Regions from separate parts of the Ovis aries genome. Here region 1 is linked to region 2. The links are chromatin contacts, called in public Hi-C maps. All regions are on one chromosome and are shown on one strand. Each heading gives the region's core, a stretch centred on a gene start, on an enhancer-like site or on the middle of the called end of the contact. The rest is flanking DNA. Distances are from core to core; before and after follow the strand shown.

Region 1 (7,146 bases), core at 242-2,741, 320 kb after region 2:
TGCAGGAGACATGTGGGTTCCGTCCCTAGGTCAGGACGATCCCCTGGAGGAGGGCATGGCAACCCACTCCAGTATTCTTGCCTGGAAAATCCCACGGACAGAGAAGCCTTGTGGGCTACTGTCCATAGGGTTGCAAAGAGCTGGGCATGACTGAAGTGACTTAACACGCACAATCAGATATTTATTAAAGAATTTATATTACAATTTACACGTGAAAGTGAAGCCGCTCAGTTGTGTCCGACTCTTTGTGACCCCATGGACTATAAAGTTTACCAGGCTCCTCCGTTTTGGGGATTTTCCAGGCAAGAGTACTGGAGTGGGTTGCCATTTCCTTCTCCAGGGGATCTTCCCAACTCAGGGATTGAACCCTGCCTCCCACATTGCAAGGCAGATGCTTTTACCATCTGAGCCACCAGGGAATTTACACATGAGGTGGCAAATAATATCGCCTGGCTTTGCTGCTTGGTGGAATTCACAGTGTGGGCAGTGTTTTTCCTTGTTTCTACAGGGCGTGTGAGGAATCACTAGCATCCACACTGAGAGCCTGAGAACTAGGCGAGAACTCCAGCAGAACGTCCAGTACCTGGTTTTGAACATCAGATGTATGTTGGGTGTCGGTTGAGTTGGGCATCTGTATGTCTGTTTTATATCCCATTCTTTTCATGAGATAACTATAACTAGTCACCTTTGTTGCCACCCAGTACAGACTTTTCCATCAAACAAGTGCTACAGTGGAAACAGTGGCTGACTTTATTTTGGGGGGCTCCAAAATCACTGCAGATGGTGATTGCAGCCAGAAAATTAAAAGACACTTACTCCTTGGAATGAAAGTTGTGACCCACCTAGACAGCGTATTAAAAAGCAGAGACATTACTTTGCCAACAAAGGTCCGTCTAGTCAAGGCTATGGTTTTTCCAGCAGTCATGTATGGATGTGAGAGTTGGGCTATAAAGAGAGCTGAGCGCCGAAGAATTGATGCTTTTGAACTGTGGTGTTGGAGAAGACTCTTGAGAGTCCCTTGGACTTCAAGGAGATCCAACCAGTCCATTCTGAAGGAAATCAGCCCTGGGTGTTCATTGGAAGGACTGATATTAAAGCTGAAACTCCAATACTTTGGCCACCTGATGCGAAGAGCTGACTCATTTGAAAAGACCCTGATTCTGGGAAAGATTGAGGGCAGGAGGAGAAGGGGACGACAGAGGATGAGGTGGTTGGATGGCATCACCGACTCAATGGACATGGGTTTGGGTGGACTCCGGCAGTTGCTGATGGACAGGGAGGCCTGGTGTACTGGGGTTCATGGGATCACAGTGAGTCGTATACAACTGAGTGACTGAACTGAACTGAACAAATCCCTTGTTAAGCGAATCTAATCAAAGGAGCTGTGGTACTGGTGGAAGTTCACAGGTCTTGAGACAAGGGTCTGGTTTCATTAAAGCCAGGCTGCTAGTGGTAACTGCTTTTGCCACGTTACTTCCTCATGACTCAGCGGGGACACCCCATCTGGGGAGCCTCCTCCACTGCCTGCGTCCGGAGTGAGCTCACTTCTGTGCTACCACGGCCCTGTGCTTCCCTCTTCTGGGGCCGTCAGCTTTTCCCTGTTTCCTCTGTAAGACAGTAGGTGTTTGAAGCCAAAGGCTCTGTCCTCTGCGTCCCTGTTCCTGTGGAAACCAGCCCCAGTCTGGCACACAGTAAGGGCTGGCCACATTTGTTACATGAATGAAGGATTTAACTTCTCTGAGCTTGAGTCTTCTCTGTTTGAAAAATGAGAACATTAATGATAATGATAATGGAGTTTTTAACAATCCTCTTTGGAAAAAGTCTGACCCTTTAGTAATAATGACAGTAGGTTTTGTTTATTGAACACCTATTATGTACCAACCACTGATTAGACACTTTACATACATTTTCTTCATCTCTTACTGTTACACCTTTGTGAGGTAGGTGCTGTTATCTCCATCTTACAGATGCTGGGAGAGATGAAGAAGCGAGTGAGTCTGGCAGAGCCAGGATTGGAATTCTAAGTCTGTAACCATTTCACTGTAGAACTGATGTTTCGGTGGGAAGCCCAGTTTGGGTTGTCATGAGTTAGGTTTCCTCATGGATACCCTGGCTGTGTAATTATGGTCTGTAAAAAGCTGATGGTGATGGTTGAGCTAGTGAAATCCACCCTTGAATACCTTGCTGGGCACATGGTAATTGCATAGTCAGTGTAATTGCTGAATGAAATGATGATTTAATTAATAGAAAACCCGTGAATGATACTAGGTTATGTGATAAACCAAGAGATTGCTTATACATGTGTGATTTCAAGAGCGATTAGACACCCGTAGCATTAGTTCAGCTGATGTGCAGATATTCCTAGGATGGTAAAACTGGAATTTGATTTTCATTTAACAAGTGAAATAAAAGGATTAACTAGTCATTAAGTCTCATTAAAAATGAAAATCCCTAGATTCCACTCCTAGAGTTTGTTATTTTTATATTCTCCTCTTGTGGATGTGAAATTAAAAAAAAATACTTTGTAAGTTGGGGAGTGCTGTACACACTATATTACTGAGAAACTTTTATTTTTCCCTTGAAGTTTGGAGAAAGTGTCCTTTGGACTCTGTTGAAACTGAAGGAAGAGACAGTTAAAGAGACTGAGTTAAATCAGAAAAGGAAAGGACTCTTTTGTTCAGTGGAAGGAATGCTTTTTTTGTCAGTACCTTCCCAGAAGCAAGTCTGGTTGACCAAAATTTAACAGAGATCCCATTGGCATGTTTGATTATTTCATGGTTGAGACATCCTCATTGCCCTGGGTGATAGCAGTCTATTGTTAGGATGGACACACAGTCTGAATGGAGAGCCAGGAAACTCTGAGCAAGTGCTCAGAATGAGGGGCAGCTCTGGGAGCCTAGGGCGATTCCACCTGTCATGCCTGTGACTCAGCACCTTCTCACTGCTTCCTGTTCCATGGCTGGTTACTTCATCTCTTCTTTTTCTGCCTAATGGCTTCTGCTTACTGCCTTCTGTCTTTAAAAATACCAGGAAGCAGCATTTATTGAGGAATTTCAATAAATAATTTCATTTTTATTCTCAGAACAAAATAGGAATAGGGCGTCCTCCTTATCTGATTATTCATTATTATTAGTCTCCACACTGAGTGCACAAGGATGCAAAAGCCATCCAAACAGGAAGATATCCACTAATGAAAACCAATTTTACACTGAGAACCCTCTCCCCGTTTAACAGAAGTTCTGGTAATTAACAATAACATAATGCAAATATAATGAAAAACCTAATAGCGAAATTTGCAAAAAGATGCAGAATGTCATGAAGCTAGTGCTCAGATGTGTCCAGTTTTTATGACCCCATGGACTGTAGCCCACCAGGCTCCTCTGTCCATGGGATTCTCCTGGCAAGAATACTGGAGTGCATTGCCCTTTCCTCCCCCAGGGGATCATCCTGACCCAGGGACTGAACCCATGTCTCTTGCATCTCCTGGATTGGCAGGCAGGTTCTTTACCACTAGTGCCAACTGGGAAGCCCAGAATGTCATGAAGTTGATGTCAATAGGAAAGTCACTGCTAAACGATGCTCTAAGAGTGTGGCCAGTTAATAATTAGAGAAGTGGAAATCAACAAGATCTGTGTTAATTCTGCTACTTGAGAAAGCAGTTTGCTGTTCTGAAATACATTTTAGAAATCTTTGATACGTGCACTATCGTATATTTGGATATTGGCATTTACATAGGCCAGAATTTTATCCTTTTGGGGCCTGTCAGGCTTCCATGGAATAAGAATTAGGCTTCTGAAACATCATGCCAGTGACTGTTGACAGATATATATGCATGGGGTTAGGGAAAAATGAATACTTGGAGTCATTAAAAACTAATTCACCGAAGATCTATAAAGCTGTGACAAGTTATTCGTTGGCCCTAATAGTGTCTTTAGCTTTGACTGTAAAGTCTTGCTAATACCACCTCACTTTTATATAGGATATTACAATTTGAGATTGTTCTCCTGTGTAATATCTCATTTCATGGTTATAAAGCTATATGAAGTATTAATAGAAAAGGGGAATGGCACTACTCTATGTTTTAAAAATGAGGGTGCTGAGGTTAGTCTGATGTCAAGTAGTTAGTAGATGACATTCTAGTACTAGAATGATTCTCCTGAATCCTGATTCAGTGCTCTTCCTACTCCCCCAAATAGAAAGAGTAAGGAAGGAACAATATCATCTCTATTTATAAAGGAAGAGCTTACAGGAAAACCAAACATTGTAGATGCACACTGAGGAAATCAGTTGGCAAGTTGAATAATCATTTGTCCATAATTGTCCTGGAGAAGGGAAGAGCAACCCACTCTAGTACTCTTGCCTGGAGAATCCCATGAACAGAGGAGCCTGGTGGGCTACAGTCCATGGGGTCGCAAAGCGTCAGACGCAACTGAAGCGACTTAGCATGCACGCATGCACATGCCCTTAATCGGGCAATTACTCAAAGAATTCACAAAATTGGAATTACCCAGACTAATTACCCTTTTAACCCAGGGCAGCTTTTAAAATCGTAGCTGATTTCTTTCATCTTTTTCAGCAATATAAAAAAAAAAACTTTTTATTCTATATTGGACTATAGCTGATTAATGTTTGGTAATTCCAGGTGGAAGCAAAGGGACTCAGCCATCCATATACATGTATCCACTCTTCCCCATCCAAGCTGCCACATAACACTGAGCAGAGTTCCCTGTGCTGTTCATTGGTTATCCATTTTAAATATAGCCGTGTGAACATGTCGATCCCAAACTCCCTAACTATCCCTTCCTTCCATCTTTCCCCCCTGGCAACCATAAGTTCATTCTCTAAGTCTGCGAATCTGTTGTTTTCTAAATAAGTTCACTGGTGGTGTTTCATTTTTGATTTTGCATATAAGAGATGTTATACAAAACTTCTCCTTCTCTGTCTTACTTCACTCAGTATGACAATCTCTAGGTCCATCCATGTTCCTGCAAGTGGCATCATTTCATTCTTTTTAATGACTGATTTTCCACTGTACGTATGTATCACATCTTCTTGATCCATTTCTCTGCTGATGGATATTTAGGTTGCTTCCATGTCCTGGGTATTGTGAACAGTGCTGCAGTGAACATTGGGGGGCATGTATCTTTTCAAATTATGATTTTTCTCCAGAGATACACCCAGGAATGAAATTGCAGGATCATATAGTAATCATATATTAACTGTTTTTAGTTTTTAAAGGATTCTCCATACTGGCTACACTAATTTACATCCCCATCAACAGTGTAGGAAGTCCTTTTTCTCCACACCTTGTTCAGCATTTATAGTTTGTAGACATCTGCAAGGAGATCCAACCAGTCCATTCTGAAGGAGATCAGCCCTGGGTGTTCTTTGGAAGGAATGATGCTAAAGCTGAAACTCCAGTACTTTAGCCACCTCATGTGAATTGACTCATTGGAAAAGACTCTGATGCTGGGAGGGATTGGGGGCAGGAGGAGAAGGGGACGACAGAGGATGAGATGGCTGGATGGTATCACGGACTCGATGGACGTGAGTCTGAGTGAACTCTGGGAGTTGGTGTTGGACAGGGAGGCCTGGTGTAATGTGATTCATGGGGTTGCAAAGAGTCGGACATGACTGAGCGACTGAACCGAACTGAACGGAGACATTTTGATGATGGCCATTCTGACTTGTGTGAGGTAATACCTCATTATTATCTTGATTTGATTTCTTGAATAATTAGTGATGTTGAACATTTTTTCTTGTGCCTGTTGGTCATCTGTCTTCTTTGGAGAAATGTCTGTTTAGAGCTTCTGCCCATTTTTTGATTGGGTTGTTTGTTCGTTTTTGATATTGAACCATATGAGCTATTTGTGTGTTTTGGCAGTGAGTTCCTTGTCAGTTGCTTTGCAAACACTTTCTTCCATTCTGTAGGTTGTCTTTTCGCTTTGTTTATGGTTTCCTTTGCTGTGCAAAAGTTTTTTAGTTTAATTAGGCCCCATTTAAAGCTTCCCAGGTGGTGCAATGGTAAAGAATCTGCCTGCCAGTGTAGGAGGTTTAAGAGACACGGGTCCCATCCCTGGGTCGAGAAGATCCTGTGGAGAAAGGAATAGCAACCCACTCCAGGATTCTTGCCTGGAAAACTCCACAGACAGAGGAGCCTGGCTGGCTATAGTCCATGGAATTGCAAAGAGTCAGACGTGACTGAGCTCACACACACAGGCCCCATTTGTTTATTTTTTGTCTTTAATCCCATTACTCTAGGAAATAGATCCAAAAAATATTGCTGCAATCTGTCAGAAAGCATTGTGCCTGTGTTTTCCTCTAGGAGTTTTATGGTAATCTGGTCTTGAATTTAGGTCTTTAATCTATTTTGAGTTTATTTTCATATATGGTATTAGAGAATGTTCGGATTTCATTCTTTAGCTGTCCTGTTTTCCCAGCACCGCTTATTGAAGAGACCGTCTTTTCTATTCTATTCTTTTCTATTCTAGCCTCCTTTGTTGTAGATTAATTGACCATAGGTGCATGGATGTATCTCTGGACTTTCTATGCTGTTCCATTGATCTGTATTTCTGCTTTTGTGCCAGTACCATACTGTCTAGATTACTGTAGCTTTGTAATATAGTATAAAATCTGGGAGTATGGCTACTCCAGCTCTGTTCTTTCTCAAGATTGCTTTGTTTTTTCAAAGACTTTAGTGTTTTGTGTTCAAAGTCTTTTGTGTTTCCATAGAAATAAAAAATGGAGAAGGCAATGGCAACACACTCCAGTACTCTTGCCTGGAAGATCCCATGGAAGGAGGAGCCTGATAGGCTGCAGTCCATGGGGTCGCTAAGAGGCGGACACACTGAGCGACTTCACTTTCACTTTTCACTTTCATACATGGGAGAAAGAAATGGCAACCCACTCCAGTGTTCTTGCCTGGAGAATCCCAGGGATGGGGGAGCCTGGTGGGCTGCCATTTATGGGGTTGCACAGAGTCGGATGTGACTGATGCAACTTAGCAGCAGCAGCAGCAGAAATAAAAAAAAATTTTTTTTGTTCCAATACTATAAAAAATGGCACTGATAATTTGATAGGGATTGCATTGAATCTATAGATTGCCTGGTATAGAATGGTCATTTTAACAATATTGATTTGTTCAGT
Region 2 (7,071 bases), core at 4,016-6,515:
CTATTGTGCTAAATGAGTAGTTTTCCTTTATTCTCTTATATTAGCAATTTGTAAAGAGATGAGCAAAACAAATAAAACAGTATACTTTAGGCACCAAGTCATCCTTGGACGATAAAATCAATGAATTGTGTTATTACCACAGTTTTCCCCAGTTTTCATAATGTAAGCAAACAACAGCAGAGTACAGAGAAAAGCTGGTTACCAGATTATACAGTTATAAACTCTGTTACTTTATATGGGCAACAACAAATAAGCACCCTTAATATTTTGGCCAATTACCTTATACTGAATACTGACCATATTTAACTGCACCAAATATTCTGCACATACACCTTGATGACACGAGATAAACAATATTTAATCACTTGAAATTAATTTGTCTTTTAAAAGTTAGGTTAAATTTTAATTTCTGCTTATGAGTATAAACAAGTAAGAGCGCCCAGGTTTTTTTGGGCTTGTTTTTAAAAACTAGTCTACATGGACTACCATTAACAGTTAAAAGATTTGAATTAATTTTCTTTAAATTACTGTATCTAAGCTTGATAATATACTCGATCATTTAGTCTCTGATGAATTATGTATTACGTTATCACCAACAGAAAACAGGAGCTATGTGTCAGAAAAAGTTGTTTCAGAAGGTCTGCTCAAAAGAGCAACAAAGGAGTTAAAAACTTTGTAGAACCCTAGACTTTCCAAATTCTACCCTTTCAATCTAACAAATATTCAAGAGAAATGATAGTTAAACCTTATGTGACCAAAGGTCCTAAGGACCACAGTAACAATTATGGCATCAGTTACCTGCTATAGTCATTCCCCAGAGACATAATATAAACCTAAACAAAGAGTGTGGACTATCTTTATTACCTCAAAATGAATGGACCTATTCAACAAAACATTCTAATCAGTGTTTTAAAATTTCATTTTTAAAGATCTGAGTTAACAGAGCTTTATGGAGCTGCTGCTCTTTATAGATGCTGCTATTTTATACCACAATTTCCCAAGTCACAAATAGTTTCACCCCACATATTGCATTTTTAAATACACACTTGACACTAAATATATATTTCTTGTTCAGAGAAGCAGTGTTCAAGCACTCTAAGGCAGAAAGCAGGCACCTTTCAAGCATCTGAAAACAAATAAATTTATCAATAATGAAGAAAGTTTGTTGATTAAAAATTCATTTTAAAAAGATGTCTACTGGGACTTCCCAGCAGTCCAGTGGAAAGGACTCTGCACTTCCACTACAGGGGGGTATGGGTCTAATCCTTGGTCAGGAAACTAGAATCCCTGAAAAAAGGAAAAAAAAAAGGGGGGGGGAAGCTGTCTACTAAATCTGACTCTTTTTGATGCCAAAAAATCCTTTTTTCGAGATTAAACTAGAGCTCCAAAATCACTGCAGATGGTGACTGCAACCATGAAATAAAAAGATGCTTGCTTCTTGGAAGAAAAGCTATGACCAACCTAGACAGCATATTAAAAAGCAAAGACATTACTTTGCCAACAAAGGTCTGTCTAGTCAAAGCTATGGTTTTTCTCCAGTAGTCATGTATGGATGTGAGAGTTGGACTATAAAGAAAGCTGAGTGCCGAAGAATTGATGCTTTTGCACTGTAATGCTGGAGAAGACTCTTGAGAGTCCCTTGGACTACAAGGAAATCCAACCAGTCCATCCTAAAGGAGTTCAGTCCTGAATATTCATTGGAAGGACTGATGCTGAAGCTCCAATACTTTGGCCACCTGATGTGAAGACCTGACTCATTGGAAAAGACCCTGATGCTGGGCAAAACTGAAGGTCGGAGGAGAAGGGGATGACAGAGGATGAGATGGTTGGATGGCATCACCAATAAGATGGACATGGGTTTGAGTAGGCTCCAGGAGTTGGTGATGGACAGGGAAGCCTGACGTGCTGCAGTCCACAGGATCGCAAAGAGTTAGACATGACTGAGCAACTGAACTGAACTGAAACTAGAGTTCTGAATATCAGGGTCTTCCCACAGGCTTACATAATTTTTAAAACATCCCTAAAAAACAGCTCTGAAACTCCTACTACTATAAACGTTACCCACAACTCACAAGTTAAAAAAAAAAAAAACACAAATTTTTAAAAATCCACATAAATTGATCTAACTTTGACCCTCCAGGAGACTTTCTTACAGATAAACCTTTCATTCTTTTGATCTGAAACTCATGAGGGAAGTTATCACCAAATAGGATCAACTATCAAATTCAAACAAGTCTCTAAATGAATTCTACTTACAGCTGCACGTCGGACATAGACAGGATGAGATAGGTGCACATTATTAAGTAGAAATAAGATCGAATCCAATGTGTAGTACTCTCTAGGTTGGCCTTCCTTCCCAGTCCTGAAATGATTAAGACAAGATTTTTACTCACAATTCTAATACAACTCCTTGAGCTTAATCATATAGCATTATCTACACACACGGTGCTATCCAAAGAAAAATATTCTTAAGAGCATGAAATCTAATAAGTGAAAATGTCATTTGGGCACACAAATGCAAACAATGACAAAAAGCAAGAGGTAAGGAAAGTACTATTCAAACTTTATTACTACAGACTTCTTAGAATTTGGTCCAAATTAGCTTCTGGGCTTTGTTAATAGAGAAACCTAATCAGTTAGGAAGGATCCATAAGAGAAACAAACTGATTAAAAGAAGCATACTAGTCACTTAGGCTAAACTTACAAGAAACTTATCATGTCTTCTAAGTAAGATTCTGCTGAGAAAACACCCTTACCAACATTCTTTAACACTACAATTAACTTCAGAGATATGATTCTTATGACTTCTCTCAAATTAAACTAGTGATGTAAAACCAAAACTAATTCTACCTGTGATAAAACAGTCATCCAGGAGTGCAAGCCCTTTCATGCAAATACATACTACTACTTGCTCAACAAATGTTAGTGTCCAATCCCACTGTCCTATTACATTCTCCCCATCTAGAAATATCAACGTATTGTTTAAATTCATCTGAATATGGCCCAATATAATCAGTCCCAATTATTTTTCTAGGCTGTATTTCCACTTTTTCCCTAAATCAATATACTTCAAACCACATATCACTTATCAATCACTGTATTATGAAGTAGATAATACATGAGTAACAAGCTGTATCTCTTCGTGATATCGTGATATATTAAAAAAAAAAACAACAGGATGCACTGCATTCAGTAAGGGTAAATATTAATGTCATGCATATGTGTGCATTTCCCTAAACACAGAGAATAACACTCAATCAAAATACATGTACTGGTGTGATTCACTGCTGCAAAAGTTTGAAATCTACTGTTGTAAGCACTCTTTTCTTACTACTGGCTTCACTCAGCTATCAAAACATTTCCTTTCCAGCTCTCAGGTCTTTAAGCATGCCATTCCCTCAGCTGGAAAGACCTAGCCCACTACTTCGCCCTCAGAATTCCTATCCACTCCTTAACATTTGTTCATTCATTTATTCAAGAAAAACCTAGCATGTCCATAGGCCAAACACACTTCTATGAAAACTTTCCAAGTTAGAAGTGATTGCTCTCTTTAGGAACTGGAATTCGATTCTTATCAAGTTATGTGTCATCTCTTCCACTCTGATTGAGATAACCTCCTTTGAGGCACCGACCTAGGTTTTCAAAATATTTTCCAGTTCTGGGACTGAACAGCCTTACACTGTGAATACTCAACCATTTTTTAAAGAAAAACCAATCAGTTAAAAATCCAATCAGCGCTGAGCTCCTACACAATGTGTGGGGCAGAGGACTCCTAACCTCTTCCAGCTTGTTACTCCCCAAATCAAATAGACTTTTCATCACATAAGCTGTTAATTTGTTTTTAAAATGTAAATCTGCCTGTGCAAGTTCCTTTTGAAAGGAAAAAAAAAAAAAAAAACCAGAAAACTCAGAATGATTTTACCCATCTGCACAAAGCTAATTAAACCATAAGCAGCCCAAGATGCCAAAAAAATTAAATAAATAAAACCCAAGGAACTAAACTTCCCCTAGCTTTTCATCAACTCTTCCTAAAGCCCACTGCTCCCATTCAATCAAGCAAAATAAGTATGAAAGTTTTCGTCTAGGGCTCTAGCTATCCAAATGAAACGCCACTGAGAGAGGAAGGGTTCACTCAAAAAGCCCCTCATGATGATCAGACCTATTTTTCTTTTGAAATACATATGCATATATCTATTCTTTTTCAGATACTTTTCCCGTGTAGGTTTCAGATCTCCCTTCGGGTGTCTTCCTTAAGGACTTACACTCGGGCAACCCTCACTGGGATCAACATTCCCAGACACACACTCTTCACACACATTTCCCACACAATCGCACACTCTATTCGTTCCCCACTTAGAATGGCAAAGTTGACTTCATTTCAGCAGGAACTTTCTCCCTGAGGGAGACCCCTGCCTTCACCTCCAACAGATTCCGACGACTTGTCCCAGGTCGCCGAAATCTTACCCGTCCTAACCTGACGGAGTGGGTTCCCTTCTCTCTCTGCTTGAGGGAATCGCGAAAGGAGACGGAACCGACCAGGAGCTGCAAAGGGCCAGCAGAGACCATCGCAGAAGAGCCTCCGAGAGAGATTTTAAAAAACAACAACTAAAGGACAAAAAGAGCCGCCCGAGGACCCGGCGGGGCGCTCCTTTATATGCACCTATGCACCCGGCCGGCTCTCCACACACAGGGGCAGAGACCTCCACACGGAGCCGCGGAGGAGGGACCCCTCCGAACGCCGCTCCTCCCGCGCCCTCCTCACAGACGAGCTGCAACTTCTGCTCCCGGGAAAACTTTTCCCCGGAGCACCCGTTTTCCTCAACCCGCAAGGGGAGCGGGGGGGAGGGGTTCGGGGAGAGAGAGAGGGGGACCCCGGGGCGCCCAGCCCTGCCCCCCGCCGCAACAGACTCACCCCCAAACCACATAGTTGGTCTTCACGTTCTTGGGCCAGGAGAACTCGCCGAAGATCACTTCGTCCCCTTTCACCACAATCTCCTTCTTCTGGATGTTGTACTGTCGCAGGACGCTGAGCACGTCCGCCATCTTCGCCCCCCTCGCCGCCGCCGGCCCCGGGCCCCGCCGCCGCCGCCGCGCCCGCCGCCCCTTTCGCCTGTCGCCTCAGCCCCCCCACCCCCCGCCCCTCTGCCTCGGCCGCCGCCGCCGCCGCCGCCGCCGCCGCGAGCCAACTGCAGTCGCACTGGCAGCCGTCCGCGCCTACGACAGCAGCGGGGGAAGGAGCCACCCAGGCCGCCGAGGACCCCGCGCTAGGAGGCAAGGCCCCGCCGCGGGCTGCCCGCGGAGAACGCCTGACCGCGCGCGCCGCCGCCGCCGCCGCCCGCCGCCAGGGGGCGCCGCGCCCGCCCGGGAAACGCCCCTCCCAGACTCCCACTTGGCGCGCGGGGCCGACTCCCGGCCCGCAACTCATAGGGCGCGGGGACGCAGCGCCCACGTACGGCGCACGTACGGGGGAGCCTTGCCCGGCGCACGCGCGGGAGCACGGACCTCATCCTCCTTTCCCCCGCCCCCGACTCGCCCCACCACGCGCAGCGCGCACGCGGCAGGCGACAGGTGCGCGCGCACCTGCGCGGGGAATCTGGGACGTCAGTTCCCAGAGCGCGCAATGGGTGCTCCTCGACGGGCCCGCAGTGTTGGCCGCTGGCCAGTGCAGTGTGGTCTCTCCTTTAACCAGGCTGCAGCCTGGTGAGAGGTTTGCAGAGCCAAGGTTGCCGTCCCGACGAGGTTGGACCCACCTAACAAATGGCCTCTTGATAAACCCCTGTAGAAGGGAAAGGTGTTTGGGGAAAGATGTTGCTTTGGGGGTTATTTTTTATTTTGTGTTTTTAGTGGGCTCGCCTAGGCCAAAGATCAATGCCGGGGCACTGGTGTTTGTTAGCTGCCTTTTGACCTCAGTCAAGTTACACACCTTCTCACAGAATCAATTGGTTAATGGAGAACATGGAAGCTAAAAGCATCAGGCAAATCAAAAAATCATAAATATTGGATCTTCCCCTTCTCAGTTCCTTAGATGGTGGCTTTTTCCTTCTTGTCCCCTTCTCCTGGCCAGCCTCAAGGGGCTACAGTTTAATAGCTGTCTTCCGAGATGCTAATAGGAGAGTTAGAGAACACAAGCTCAGTTTATTGATATAAATTCAGTTTACTGTGGCATGTCTACCTTAAACATATCCCATGGGCCATTTTTTAAAAATGTCTTACTATAGCAGAAAAGGAAAAAAGTCGACTTTGTGATTGACATAACCAAATTCTTTTACCCGATTTGAAAGAAAGCAATTTTCGTTATGTGCACTGCAGAGAGATCTGTAGAATGTGGTTCACTTTTCTGTATTCACTCTTCAGCCATTTTGCAGCTGAATTTGAGAAATTTTGACTATTCTGTAAATTTTCCTAAACTTCACCCCAAACATGTTAAAAATAACCTTTTTATTTATCCCCAGTACTATCTACTCTATTTATACTTGTATCAGAGCATCCAGTACTACTTGACTATCTCACCACAGAGGAATTCAAGGAAGTCAGGGTTTTATGATACATTAGGAGAGTCATTAGAGTCTCCTCAGAAGATGCTGAACTTTGTTTCCCACACAAACGATGACTTGGTCCATTAAGGCTGCTACAAGAGAATGACGTATACCAGGTGTCCTATAGACAGATTTATTCCTGATAGTTCTGAAGGCTAGGAAGTCCAAAATGAAGGCACCGGTAGACTGGTGCGAGCCTGCTTGCTGCTTCAAACACCTGAGTCTTCACATTGCATCCTCATCTGGTGGGAAGAGTGGTGTCTGAGGTCTTTTTTGAGTAAGGTCCTAGTCACCCCCACAAAGGTCTCACTCTTAGTACTATCACTCTGGAATTAGAATTTCAACTTATGAATTTGAGGAGGACAGGAACATTCAGTTTTATGGCAATAACCAAAACCAGTTTCTCTGTTGGGGTAAATTATGTGGGTTTTTTTGAAGGGTAATTATTCTTTTTTTCTATTCCGTTAAAGTTTATTACAAGATATTGAATGTAGTTTCCTAGGCTATACAGTAAGTCCTTGTTGTTTATCTGTTT

The links. Hi-C and Micro-C count contacts between places; a contact is called where the count stands out from the background.
Region 1: a contact with region 2 is called in a Hi-C map of blood, with 4 times the contacts expected there. The contact joins the enhancer-like site here to the promoter of CDC73 in region 2. A contact is called at or near these places in 2 of 16 Hi-C or Micro-C datasets (both in blood).

What each region holds. Positions count from the first base shown.
Region 1 is chr12:11,640,135-11,647,280 of ARS-UI_Ramb_v3.0, forward strand. The region is part of intron 1 of LOC105611804 (a long non-coding RNA gene); the gene reads left to right. Among named protein-coding and RNA genes, the nearest start is that of RGS2, 18 kb to the left of the region's middle. Within about 2 kb of position 1,492, at least 4 of the 54 cell types and tissues checked have an H3K27ac peak or open chromatin away from gene starts, as enhancers often do.
Region 2 is chr12:11,316,532-11,323,602 of ARS-UI_Ramb_v3.0, forward strand. CDC73 (cell division cycle 73) reads right to left here and starts at 5,266. Exons shown (of 17, transcript XM_027976263.3): 1 at 4,913-5,266; 2 at 2,257-2,362. The coding sequence starts at 5,043.